3 separate regions of the Mus musculus genome follow, and regions 2 and 3 are each linked to region 1. A link is a contact called in public HiChIP or PLAC-seq and promoter capture Hi-C data. All regions are on one chromosome and are shown on one strand. The core of a region is the stretch at or near the end of the contact, and the rest is flanking DNA. Distances in the headings are between cores, read along the strand shown.

Evidence for each region. Promoter capture Hi-C pulls out the DNA fragments that hold promoters and counts their contacts. HiChIP or PLAC-seq counts read pairs in DNA pulled down with a chosen protein or histone mark.
Region 2: a promoter capture Hi-C map of embryonic stem cells shows a contact between it and region 1, with 4 times the contacts expected there. The contact joins the promoter of Pik3c2b here to the promoter of Csrp1 in region 1.
Region 3: a contact with region 1 is called in an H3K27ac HiChIP or PLAC-seq map of large pre-B cells, with 5 times the contacts expected there. The contact joins the promoter of Lax1 here to the promoter of Csrp1 in region 1. A contact is called at or near these places in 1 of 484 Hi-C or Micro-C datasets (B cells) and 1 of 115 datasets of contacts at active chromatin or transcription factors (large pre-B cells).

What each region holds. Positions count from the first base shown.
Region 1 is chr1:135,727,317-135,731,322 of GRCm38.p6, forward strand. It overlaps Csrp1 (cysteine and glycine-rich protein 1), which reads left to right and starts at 1,851. Exons shown (of 6, transcript NM_007791.6): 1 at 1,851-1,958.
Region 2 is chr1:133,043,817-133,047,822 of GRCm38.p6, forward strand. Pik3c2b (phosphatidylinositol-4-phosphate 3-kinase catalytic subunit type 2 beta) reads left to right here and starts at 2,196. Exons shown (of 33, transcript NM_001099276.2): 1 at 2,196-2,607.
Region 3 is chr1:133,687,798-133,691,803 of GRCm38.p6, forward strand. It overlaps Lax1 (lymphocyte transmembrane adaptor 1), which reads right to left and starts at 2,311. Exons shown (of 6, transcript NM_001159649.1): 1 at 2,012-2,311; 2 at 1,024-1,207. The coding sequence starts at 1,109.

The DNA.
Region 1 (4,006 bases), core at 601-3,100:
TGCTTGTGTGCGTGGTGTTAGCAGTTGGTTAGGTAGGCATTCACAAGCCAGCTGTGTGAGCGGAGGTCACTTTTGGGAGTTGGCTCATTCCTTCTCCTGTGGGTTTTGCACAGCAAGCTCCCTTACTTGCTGAGCCAATTCACTGGCCCTTTTTGTTTTGAGTCAAGGCTTCGCTAAGTCCACAGACTGGCCTTTCAATAGCTCTGTAGCTCAGGCAGGTCTTGAGCTTGTGTTCTTGTCTCAGCTTCCAGAAGAGCTGGGATTGCAAGTCTAGTGCCACAGAATCAAGCCCCAGGGCTTTAAAGGAAGCCCACGAGGGTCTGAGCCCTGGAAGAGTGAAGGAGATAGCAAGCTGTACCTAGAGATACTTTTGAGATGGCCGCCTAACACATGTGACTGTTCCCCAATGAACATAGCACGCATCTCCTCTGCGAAAAGTGTGGCAGGCAGGAGAGGTCCAAACAGGCAAATCCACACAGCATGTGACATCATGCTGCAATTTGAGTGTGGCTTAGTTCCTGACACTGCCTGTGCTTGGTGAGAATAATGTAATTCAGCCAGCAATGATAATAATGATCCAACCTGCAGTGATGACGGCAGTCCTCAAGTCCTTTTGATCTTGTAATAGTAAAGAATAATGATGGTGGGAACTAGCTCTTTTAATCTTAACGTCACAGGGAAAACTCTGAGTTCAAGGCCATTCTGGTCTACATAGTGAGTTCCAGGCCAGCCAGGGATACACAGTGAGCCTCTGTCTCAAACAAAATAAAAACAAAAACAACTTTACAGAACACAACAAATAACAGTAATTATCCTATGAAATAGAAGAGGGCCTCCTTTGAGGCTCTAACACTCCCACCCATAGCCCCTGTTACTAGGAACATAGTTTTCCTTGCAGATTCTTCACTTCGTTAGGTCCCAAGGAAAGTGTTGTGCTTCTTGCTTGGAGCTGTTTGTACCCATAGTGAAAATGGGCTGGGCTGGAGACATGGCTCAGTGGTTAAGAGCACAGACTGCTCTTCCAGATGCCCTCTTCTGGTGTGTCTAAAGACAGCGACAATGTATCCACATACATGGAATAAATTAAAAAGAAGGAAAGAAAGAAAGTGGGCCTTCCGTTTTAAGTCCCAGGGGCATCAGTTCACCTCTAGGATTGGATTTCTGGACAGGCTGCTCTGCGGACTGGGAGCAGGTGGGCCCAGTAACACATATTGTTAATCACCCCAGAGGCAGTTTTCAGTGGCTTGAGACTGTGTTTGTCATTCTGTAGGTTAGCCCAGAGGAAGATCCACTCAGGAGCGGTAGAATGATCTCTTGTGGGTGGCAGGGAGATGGGGAAAGCAGAGGGACAAGAGCCCCTGGAGGAGGGCAGCTAGGCTAAGTGCTCCCGGGTGTTATAGTATCTCATCCCCCATCACATCTCGGTGGCACATAGCCCTTTTACTGATGAACCTAAAGCCAGCTGTCTGGCAGAAGTAAGTCACAGGAAGTGGGGCCTTGCTTGTCTTATTCTGGAGTGCAAGTTAGTCCCCTTAACATTGTGCCATCGGAACCCGAAAATTTAAGGACCTTCACTCTCTTCCCTAGGGGGCCCAAGTTTATCTTTAGTCTGATCTCACAGTTAGGTCTCCGCTTTCCCACATGGCAGACCAGGAACCTCTTAACCCCATCCCTCACCTCTGTGTAAAGATTTGCCCCCAGAGATCGCCATAGGGTGCAAAGAGAAGTCACGGCTGGGGCGGCAGCCACGCCCGGGCTCCCGACCCTAGGTTTTGGATGGGGGAGGGGACAGCTTCTCCGTGACATCAGCCCTGTTGTGGTGCAGTGTGCAAAGCCTACTGGTTGGCGTGGCGCGGGAAACGCCTTCCGGAGGGGGAAACAAAACGGCGCGCACTCCGGCGCAGCCAGTCACCGCTTCCCTGAGAGCTGTCGCCCGTGCGCCTCCCAGCAGCTGCCAGGTGAGTGTTACCCCGGGTGGTCCGCCTCGGGTCCCCGCAACTGCCGGAGCGCCTGGGTCGCACCCTGCGCCTATTGGTTTTTCCGGTCCTGTCGCAGCCCTGTCGCTTGCAAGAAAAGTTTGTAGGAAGAGTGATCCCAAGAGGGAGGTGGTGGGAAGTGGCTAGAGTTAGCTCGGCAGTGTTTCCCTTTCCTGAAAACTCTGGGTCCCTCCCCATCCCGGGGCTTCCAGGGCAGCTGACTTTCGCGTGCTCTAGACCCAGGGTGACCCTGCCCCCCACCGCCTGCAGGTCCTACAGAACAATCAGCGATTCTGTGGGCCACTGACACTCATTGTAAAGCTGAGGGATGAGGACATCCGTGCCACCCCTTTCCTCTCTCTCTTTTCCTGAGAGAAAGTGCCCGCGAGTGTGTGTGTGTGTGTGTGTGTGTGTGTGTGTGTGTGTGTGTGCATCTGGCTTGGTAGCCCCAGAGTGCAGGTATGAGTTTTCTTTTTTCCTGAAAGAACCAGATGGAAAAGAAAGTCTTGGTGGCAGGTGAGGACTACTGAGATCTCAAAGAGCCAGCAGGGGAGTAGAAAGGGCCTGAGAGCGAGTTGCAGTGTCAGCCAACAAGCTGTTATCTATCTGACAGGTGTTTCATCCAAGTGGCACAGGTCTGGGTCTATTCTGCATGTGCTGCTGTGATCCGTCAGAGCAAGGGTCTAGACTGGGAGCAAGTACTTGATGTCAGGACCATCCCACCCACTTGTCCCACCCACTTCTTACCTCCTGTGGTGCATGAATGGACGGGCCTCCCCACCTTGACAGGACACTGTAATGGGACACCATCACTGCATGCAAGCGGTTCACTTGCCTTTGGTGGGACATTTATCATGAGACTCTGGAATCTTGGTGACAGGGTTTCTGAAAGGCAAGCAGACTGAGTTTTGACTCAGATTTGACACTTAATACACGGATGACCTCGAACAAGTGACACAGCTCAGTTTTCTTCTGGGCCAGTACTTTTTGGAGCACATATTACACACACACACACACACACACACACACACACACACACACACACACACACACACCCTGGCATCCTGCAGAAGCTCAGAGGACTGGGGCTGTTAGTACAGTTGTCTCTGAGCTAGGTTGGGGATTTCCTTCAGGACTGGGCCCTAGGGCTTCCTCCCTGCCTTCTGATCCTCTCACCAGGCCTCTGCTTAGGAAGCCAGGCCTCTGTGTTGGGGAGAGGCTGGTCTGGGCACTGCCTAAGCCTCATTGGAGAATCCAGCTTGTCACTGCACAGAGAGACCCTTTGCCTTGGCAAGGATATCCGGGGTGGGACGGTCTGTCAGGGAAGTAAGTTTATCCTGCAGAGGGTGTGGTGTTGGCCTGAGGAGGTAGAGAGGAGAGCCATGCCCAAGGCTCAAATGCCGAGGGATTTGGGAGATTGTAGGAGAGAAACTGAAGGGCAGGTCTCCTGCTCTGTGATTACCTGCAGAGAAAATGTGAAAAAGCTGCCTCTGGCCTGCCCTAGCACCGGTCCAGGTGTTGTCTTTTGTAATTCACAGACTCCAGAACCAGTCTAGTCCTTCCTGGGTCAGAGTTGCAGGCTGAGAGGGTAATGTTTGCACTCGATCCATGGTAAATCAACACTGGGTGATTGAAGGTGGCTATGGTGGCACGTGACTGTAATCTGGCACTTGGGAGATGGTGGTGGGAGGATCACAAATTGGAGTCTAGCCTGAGCTAATATCTTAAAAAAAAAAAAAAGACAACAACCAGTCAAGAATCGAACACTGAGTGGATGAGTGGAGTCGTAAATAATCACCAACCTGTTTTTCCATGACTTCAGTGTTTACAGGTTTTTATTCACTGTGGGTCTCCTGGTGGAGAAAGCGAGTTGGGGAAGAAGTCTTCTGGTGAGCCCCAAGGTTCATTTATGCAAGCAGGGCTCACTGGGCAAGGTTGACTTGCTAGAAGCCTGAAGGAGGCATGGATTAAGTCCAAAGAGATGTTAGCGACAAAAAGCCCCCACCCCACCCATTCAGTTGTTTGGCATT
Region 2 (4,006 bases), core at 946-3,445, 2.7 Mb before region 1:
ATGTAAGTATACTGTAGCTGTCTTCAGACACTCCAGAAGAGGGAGTCAGATTTTGTTACAGATGGTTGTGAGCCACCATGTGGTTGCTGGGATTTGAACTCTGGACCTTCAGAAGAGCAGTCGGGTGCTCTTACCCACTGAGCCATCTCACCAGCCCCCCTCGTTTCTTTCTATGGTCATTTAAAACCTAACCACATTTTTTACATCTTCAATCCTATCTATTGGTTTTGTTTTGTTTTGTTTTTCAAGGCAGGGTTTCTCTGTGTAGCCCTGGCTGTCCTAGAACTCACTCTGTAGACCAGGCTGGCTTCGAACTCAGAATTCTGCCTGCCTCTGTCTCTCAAGTGCTGGGATGAAAGGCATGTGCCACCACAACCAGCTTTCTATACTATTTTTACTCTTTTTGTCTCAGCAGAATTCTCAAAGACGATCAAGTAGCAACTATTTTTTTTCTTCAGGGTATAGCTTCAAGACTTACTGCTCTCCAAATCCATTTGCCAGTGAGTCTCTCCAGGCAACTTTGTCTCGCATGCTTTGGGCCATCTCCTTTCCTCTTTGGGACAGTTTGCATTTTCACCCCTTTGCTCCCTGGTCTTACCTCTCAGCATAGGAACACATTTCTTTCTTGTCTTAAAAGAAAACCAAGCCAAGGGTGTTGGCTCAGCACTTAGGAGAAAGAGGCAGTACAATCATGAATTTGAAGCCAGCCTGGGCTACATATCAAGTTCAAATGGCAGCCTCAGCTACATGGGAAAACCTGTGCCAAACAACACTTCCATACCTGATCTTTCATGCTCCTTTGTATTCCTCCTCTAGTTGTTAAGCTTCTAGAACGAGTCTTTCACCATCAAGCCACCGGAACCTGATTTAGCTCTCACAGGCTTCTTTTTCTCTTCACTCACCTAGTGATGCCCATGAGGTTTCTATCTAACCGTTCCATTTCATCCTCGATGAAAACAAAACAATATTCTCCCTCAAATACTTTAGAATTGTGAACTCGACTTTTTGGGGGTGGGGGTTAAGATTGAATTTATTTTTAGATTCTGTATATGCTTGTGGGGGTGTGCACATGCATATGGATGCCTGCAGAGGCCAGGAGAAAAAGCAGCAGCTCTCCTGGAGTTACACACCACACCCGTTGGGGTGCTTCTGCCTCCCAGGTGCTGATTGAGGACCTGGCTTAGGGACTCCCCTTTTGTACTGCTTTTCTCCACCACAGGACTTCCTCTAGTTGTTCAAATCCTCATTCTACTAGACAGCTCTCCTCTTTGTGAGCTCTCCCCAGTTTCTACCTCTACCAACCTAGGAAGGCTTTAGCCCTTGTCTCCTGGAAAACTGCTCCGGTTTCTTACAGAGTTTCATGCAAATAAGGGGGCGGGATCAAAGGCCCCATGTGTTTTATAAAGACCTTTCTGACTTTGATAGACTGAAATGGTAGTATCTTAAATATTTCCTTGGGGCAAGGCAAGGGATGCTTAACAGATGTTTCCATAGAAGCCTTAGCTAGAGAGCAGAGGGCATGGGAGCTGAGACACCTTCTCCCACCAAGGCTTGAAGGGGTACTGAGGAAGAAGGCTGAATCCCAGTGTGACTGGCAAAGAAAGGAAGATAGCAAAGAACAAGTTCCTGGTTGAAGAAAGTGTACTTGGAGATCCGAGACCCTAGTTATTATGCAAACGGAGCTGGCCAGTACTGGGTAGAGCCCTTAGGAAAATGCTTGACACAGGTGCTTTAAGGGAGGTGCCCGGAGAAAATAACACAGTTTCAAAGTTTGCTTCCTACCTTAATAGGGTTGGAGGCTTCTCTACTTCTCCTCCCCACTCAGGTTGGAAGACCGCCCTTGAGCAAACGGGAGAGAAAAGTGCCAACACAGCCTCCCCCACGAAGGTGGTAGTTCTTTAGAGCATCCCTATCATGCATAATTATGAGAGGAAATTTTCGAACGGATAACTGAACGCCCAGCCCGTGTCGCTTCCAATAAGGTGATCTGGCTTGTTTCACCTGACCCAGAGCAAGGGGTTCCAGCCTGGAAAACGACGACAATCTGCCAGCGGGAAGTGGGATTGCTGGCCCCCGGGGTCTGCTCAGGACGCCGCACACGGTGCGGAGGCGGGAGCGGGAGGGGGAGGGGAGGGGGAGAGGAAGAGGGGAGGGAGGGGGCCCGTGTTCCCGCCGCCCCGCCCTCTGGCTCCCGCGACTAGGCGATTCGGCGTTGCGGCTGTTGCCGGCGGCCTGGGCCGCGGTCCTGGCAGGAGCCGGTGAGCCTCGCGCGCCGTGCAGTGCGCCGGCTGTCCGGGAGATGGCTTCTCCCCGCTCGCTCGCCGTTCGCGCTATTGTCTCACCCGGGGCTGCCTGACTGCGAGCTCGTGCACGCTCCCGGCAGACAGCACCGGGCCCGGGCCCGGCCCCCACGCCCGTCGCTTGCCCGTGTGTCTCCTGCTGCGGGGATCCCAGTGCCCGCGCGGTGCGAGCGAAGGGAGCAGGCGACACTGAACATCACGCGGGGGCTGGAGCCGCCTGGATCTTCCGAGCGAGCCGGGTCGGCGGAGCCCTAGACACCCAGCCACGACAGTCAGGGTGTCGCGGCAGAACCCGCGGCCAGCGCAGGTAGGAAGAGCACGCGGCGGGGAGGACGACCCCGGGGCTGCGGAGCGCCCTCTTAGTCGGGGCGACGTGGGCAGAGCTCCCGCCCCGAAGCGCCAGCGCCGGGGCCAACAATGGCAGGGCCGAGAGCCCAGCCGGGTCCTCCGAGCACTGCAGGTTGCTCGCCCCCGCCCCACGGCTCGCCCGCGACTCGCGGCCTCGCCGGGCTTGCACCCGCCTCCTCCTCCGGAACACACTTCCCGGGTGCAGCTGCAAGACGAGCTGGGACCAGGGGACCGCTTTGGAGTCGATTTGTTTATTAGTTTGTTTAAGAGCAAAACCTGTCCTGGAGTGGGGGGTGGTGGGAGTGGTGCCTTCCTGTGCAGCGGGAGTGAGAAGTCAGCGTCCAACCTCGGGACGGTACACATTTTCGGCCAGGCGGAGGGTAGGGTTGGCCTTATAAGGATACTGCAAAAGCAGAAGACTGAAAGCTTGCAGGAGAGACTAGGACCTTCAGGCCCGAGTCCCCGGCCCTCCGGGAAAGTGCTCCTCTCCTGGGCAGTACTTGCCCCTCATTTTTCAGTTTTACACAGCTGCAGCTTTGGTGCGATGATAGAAGCTGGAAGCCCCAGCAAAACTGCCAAGCTGGGGTGGGTGGGGTGAAAAGTCCAGGGGCTTGGCAGGCTTCTGGGGTGTGGAAAGAGGTTACCAAATGTATGAGGTTAGTGCATTCACCCTTGTTGTGCAGAGGTTGAAGTGTCTAAACTCTGCCATTGCTCCTTCAGGCTAACCTGGCCCTACATCTCACCTCCCTTTAGGTATCTTTGTGGTTTCCCAGTCCCAGCCCACCAGTCATATTTAGGGTGAAAGTCCTATTGTCTCTGGTTGCCCTGGTGTTTTTATTCAACTTGGTCAGAGAGTTCTGCAGCCTGGACTGATAGACCCTAGCAGGCCTTTGATTCCTTAGCGGCTGGCAAGCTACCTGGGCTACAGAAGTGGGCTGATACAGCCCCTCCTTTCTCTAAACTACCTGCTTGTCTGGGACATGGCCAAGCAGATGTAAGCAATTTGCACTGAATTCCAGCCCCAAACCAGCCCTGAATGAAAACTTACTCGATTTGCTCCCACTAGGCCTTGGAAAGAGATTCAGGAGAGAAATGGCAACCCTGACACACAAATAGCCTCCCTCTTTCCAGCTGCAGCTCCTGGAGCCCAGTCAGCGAGCCTGACGCTCCTTCAGAGCCTGGTAGTCCCATTCGGGGCTGTGTCCGTGGAAAAATTCAGTCGAGGCACATTTTATAGCCCTGCCTGACGGCCTGCAGTGTCTGAGGAGACGGTGGCTTTGAACAAGAGCCCTGGACCCAGACTGGGGCTGCTTCTCCTTTGGCTTTTGGGAAGCCCAAGGTTTGGCTCTTGTAGCTCA
Region 3 (4,006 bases), core at 1,061-3,560, 2.0 Mb before region 1:
TAATGGATTCTTGAACATTGCTTAAAAGTGTTATTTGAAGCATCCTCTCATAAAAGGATATGTCACGTAATACATACGGTATTTAGCCATCCATAATACACATGTATTGCAAAACTATGTGCTAAACATAATACATAAGTACAGATTTTATTTACTGACTACCAAGTGAAAAAGAAAGAGAAAACAACAATAAAGCAAATGTCAACTTAAAAAAGAAATAGTTTTAAGGGGTCAGTGAGAGGGCTCAGTGTGTAAAGGCACCTGCAGCCAAGCCCAACACGCTAAGTTTGATCCCTGACACCCATATGATGAAACTGACTTCTGTAAATTGCCCTCTGACCTCTACACCATTCTACTCCCCCCAGATATAATAAAGAGGGAACTCATTTTAAGAGGGTGCTCCAGGCTTCAGCGATGGATAGGAACTTGGTCCTCTTCGTTTGTGTTTGACCTGCTCGTGACACTGATTTACTCTGGTCATCACGCTGACTTTTCCTGAAACTACAGCAATTCAGGAACAGAATACACTGTCATTGGGTTTTTACTTTGATGGAAGAGCTGGAATTTACCCATTCTAATGTTTCTAAAATCTCAGCGCCCTATCAACAGATGCTTTCCTTTTGTGTATTTGAGATTGAAAACTTCCGGAGCACGTTGACATCCGTGACTAGCTCTGTAAGGTCCTAAAACTTTATGACGTCTGCAGTTACATTTCTCACTCATGACAAGGGCTTTAGGATCTAAAAACTCATTGCAGGGATTAGGCCAAGAGGTTGGAAATCTCAAGGGCAGAGGTCAGGACCTCTGAGTGGAAGAAGATCCCCTCAGAAATTCACCTCTCAGTCAGTCCGTCCCTCTCCCCTCAACCCCAGTATCTCTTTTCTTCCCTCCCAGCATCCCTCGGGGAAACAGCTCTTAGCTCCCCAAGTTTGCTCATCTTGGTGGACCCAGGTCTGGGTTGGAAATAGACCATTCCTGTAGGAGATCAGGGGACCCTGGGGCTCACTTTCCCAAAGCACTCACCCCTGCAGGCTGCCAAGAGTCCCCTGCCGAGTGCTGGGCTCTGAGTTCCTTCTTGTGACCTCTGGAGGGGCCGGGGTGCTGTACATCACTGGACCTCTGAGGGGCTTTGCAGCTTCTAAGCCTTTTCAGTGTCGTGACTGACTAGCCAGTATGGCTTCCACTTTTCTTAGCTCTTTCTAAGTTGCTGATTCATAGAGGGGAAAAAGGGTAAACTGGTATGCATTTTGCATATAATCACCTTTTAAAAAAAAAGTAGATAATAGAATGACAGAAAATTCTCCAAATCCCTATGTATTCCAAATTGTATCATTTTGTACTATTGAAATTTCTTATTTAAGTACCCAAGATGATATATATATATATACATATATATATATGTATATATATATATACACATATATACACATACATATACATATACATATACATATACATATACATATACATATACATATACATATACATATACATATACATATATGGGGGGTGTAGGATCTTGAACTCTGATCCTCTGCCTCTGCTCCCTCAGCACTGGGATTTCCAGGTGTGCACCACCGCACTCATGAAGGTGGTTCTGGAGCTGGAACCCCAGGGCTTCGAGTACCTCATGCAATGCAGCCACCTCCCAGTCATTCTTCCTAGATCATATTCACCAAGGTTCTCACATACAAAACTGGTTTTTAGTTTTTGTTTCTTTCTGAAGCTTTTAATCTTCTGTTCTAGAATGTTCTCCCAACAAACTGCCTTCTTTGGGCTGGTGCGATGGCTCTGCAGGTAAAGGTACTTACTGCCAGTTTAATGACCCAAGTTTACCCTCTGCATGCATAGTGGAAGGCAAGAACCGGTTCCTACAAATTATCTTCTGATCTTCCGAGACACACACACACACACACACACACACACACACACACACACACACAGAACGGCTGTACCACCACTACTACTACTAACAGCAACAACAATAGTAATAAGACCCAAACCTCCCTACCTTCACCTGAAATTCCAGGCTGAGTTGGTAGAAGGTTCATCAGAGTTGGTCTACTGGAGGTGGCCACAATGCCCACTGCAGGAGCCGTGCTCTTTCTCACCCAGCTGTCTGTGCTCCCAGTGTGAAGCAGTAGGGCCACTCTCTAGTTTCTGCCAGTTGATGGAAACATGAGGGGCCTGTGGGGGAGTAGGGAGGCGACTGTCAAGAGGCCCAGCGTTTTCGTGAGAAAATCTTCTTCCTCCAACCCCCAGGGCAGTGTGAAAACAGCAAACCACTCTGGCAGAATGGAAAGTCGCTGACAGGAAGCACCCTCCACCGGTGTGCTAATAAGGCCAGGGCACAGGAAATGCTCCGCTCAACCCAGACAGCAGGAAACCCACCTTCAGCCCTCCTGTTCCCCACAGGCACTCTGGCATCTGGGGCCCATGTGGTTGAAGAGTCAGAGACATGACTATTCACCCTGTTTTTCTGAGTGTTAAAAACCTCTAGGGTCAAAATTCGAAGGTTCAAGACAATGTGCTTGCGTAGCTATTGTCATTGGTTATCTTTACTTATTTATGCTTTTCACATCTATTTACTGTGTCTGCACACATGCCGTGCCACATGAGTGGGGGTCAGAGAACACTGGAGGGAGTGTGTTCTTTCCTACTTACTGTGTTGGTCTCAAGAGTCAAACTAGGGTGTTGGACAGAGGCAAGTGTTTGTATCCAATGAACCATCTTGCACACTATGTTTTTTTTGTTTTTTGTTTTTGTGAGGCAGATCTCCCTTCAGAGGTCAAGTTGACTGAACTCATAGTAGCTTCTTGTCTTAATGTCCCTGGTGATGTGCTTACAGGTGTGAATCAGGCTCAGGGCTCAGAATGGTTCTTACCCCTGCTCCCAACCCAAGACAGGGTTTCTCTACACATCCATGGCTTTTCTTTCTTTCTTTCTTTCTTTCTTTCTTTCTTTCTTTCTTTCTTTCTTTCTTTCTTTCTTTCTTTCTTTCTTTCTTTCTTTCTTCCTCCCTCCCTCCCTCCCTCCCTTCCTCCCTCCCTCCCTCCCTCCCTCCCTCCCTCCCCCCCCCTCTCTTTTTGGTTTTTCGAGACAGGGTTTCTCTGTATAGCCCTGGCTGGCCTGGAACATACTTTGTAGACCAGGCTGGCCTCGAACTCAGAAACCCGACTGCCTCTACCTCCTGAGTGCTGGGATTAAAGGCGTGTGCCACCACTGCCCTGTTCTGTATTTCACTACACAGGCCAGGCTGGCTGACCTCAAACTCTCAGAGGTCCTCCAGCCTCTGTCTCCTAAGGGCTGGGATTGAAAAAGTGTACCACCAATGCTGGCCTTAGAATGGTTCTTAGCAGATCTCAAAAGAGCTAGAATTAGTTGTTTAGAGAGCTGTACAGAGCTGGCACCCGCTTGTGGTTCCGTGGGTGGACTGGCTTCATAAATAGATCTTCTGCAGGTGATAATGCCAGAGGTGAGCTGAGTTTCATACTCTCAGAGCCTCTGTTCCGGTATCATAGTGGGAATGGAACCGAGCCCGGGTTACAGGGCCGTTGGCCACTGTTTCTTCCTCAGGGCTTCTGGTGAGGGGCTATCTGTTGCTGGCCTGGCTCTGCTGCAGCCAGTCCCAGTCCTGGGTAACCTCTCATTTCAGGTACTGCTGGGTTTCTCGCCAGCATTTACCTCAAGCTCCCAAGCTTGGGAGAAAGTTTCGAGTTTGTTTCTAAAATCCCTTCCCTTTCGCTTCACGTGTGTCGGGAAACCAACCCTCCTGGCGAGTCAGCCAGAACCACCACGAGTGTATAGAGGATGCAGGGAGCCTCTCTCACGACACTTGCCAAACCAGGTGGAGCTCCAGGTAACTGGAAGGGGTGGCCTCCGTGCCTTTGCCATTCTGCCTCGCTGGGACCTCTTTCAGGTGCACGCTGGAGTTCTTGGCTTCCAGAGCCTGGACACAACCTACTTGTTCCAGTTCTCCCAAGGCCCAGAGTACTGTGCAGGAAAT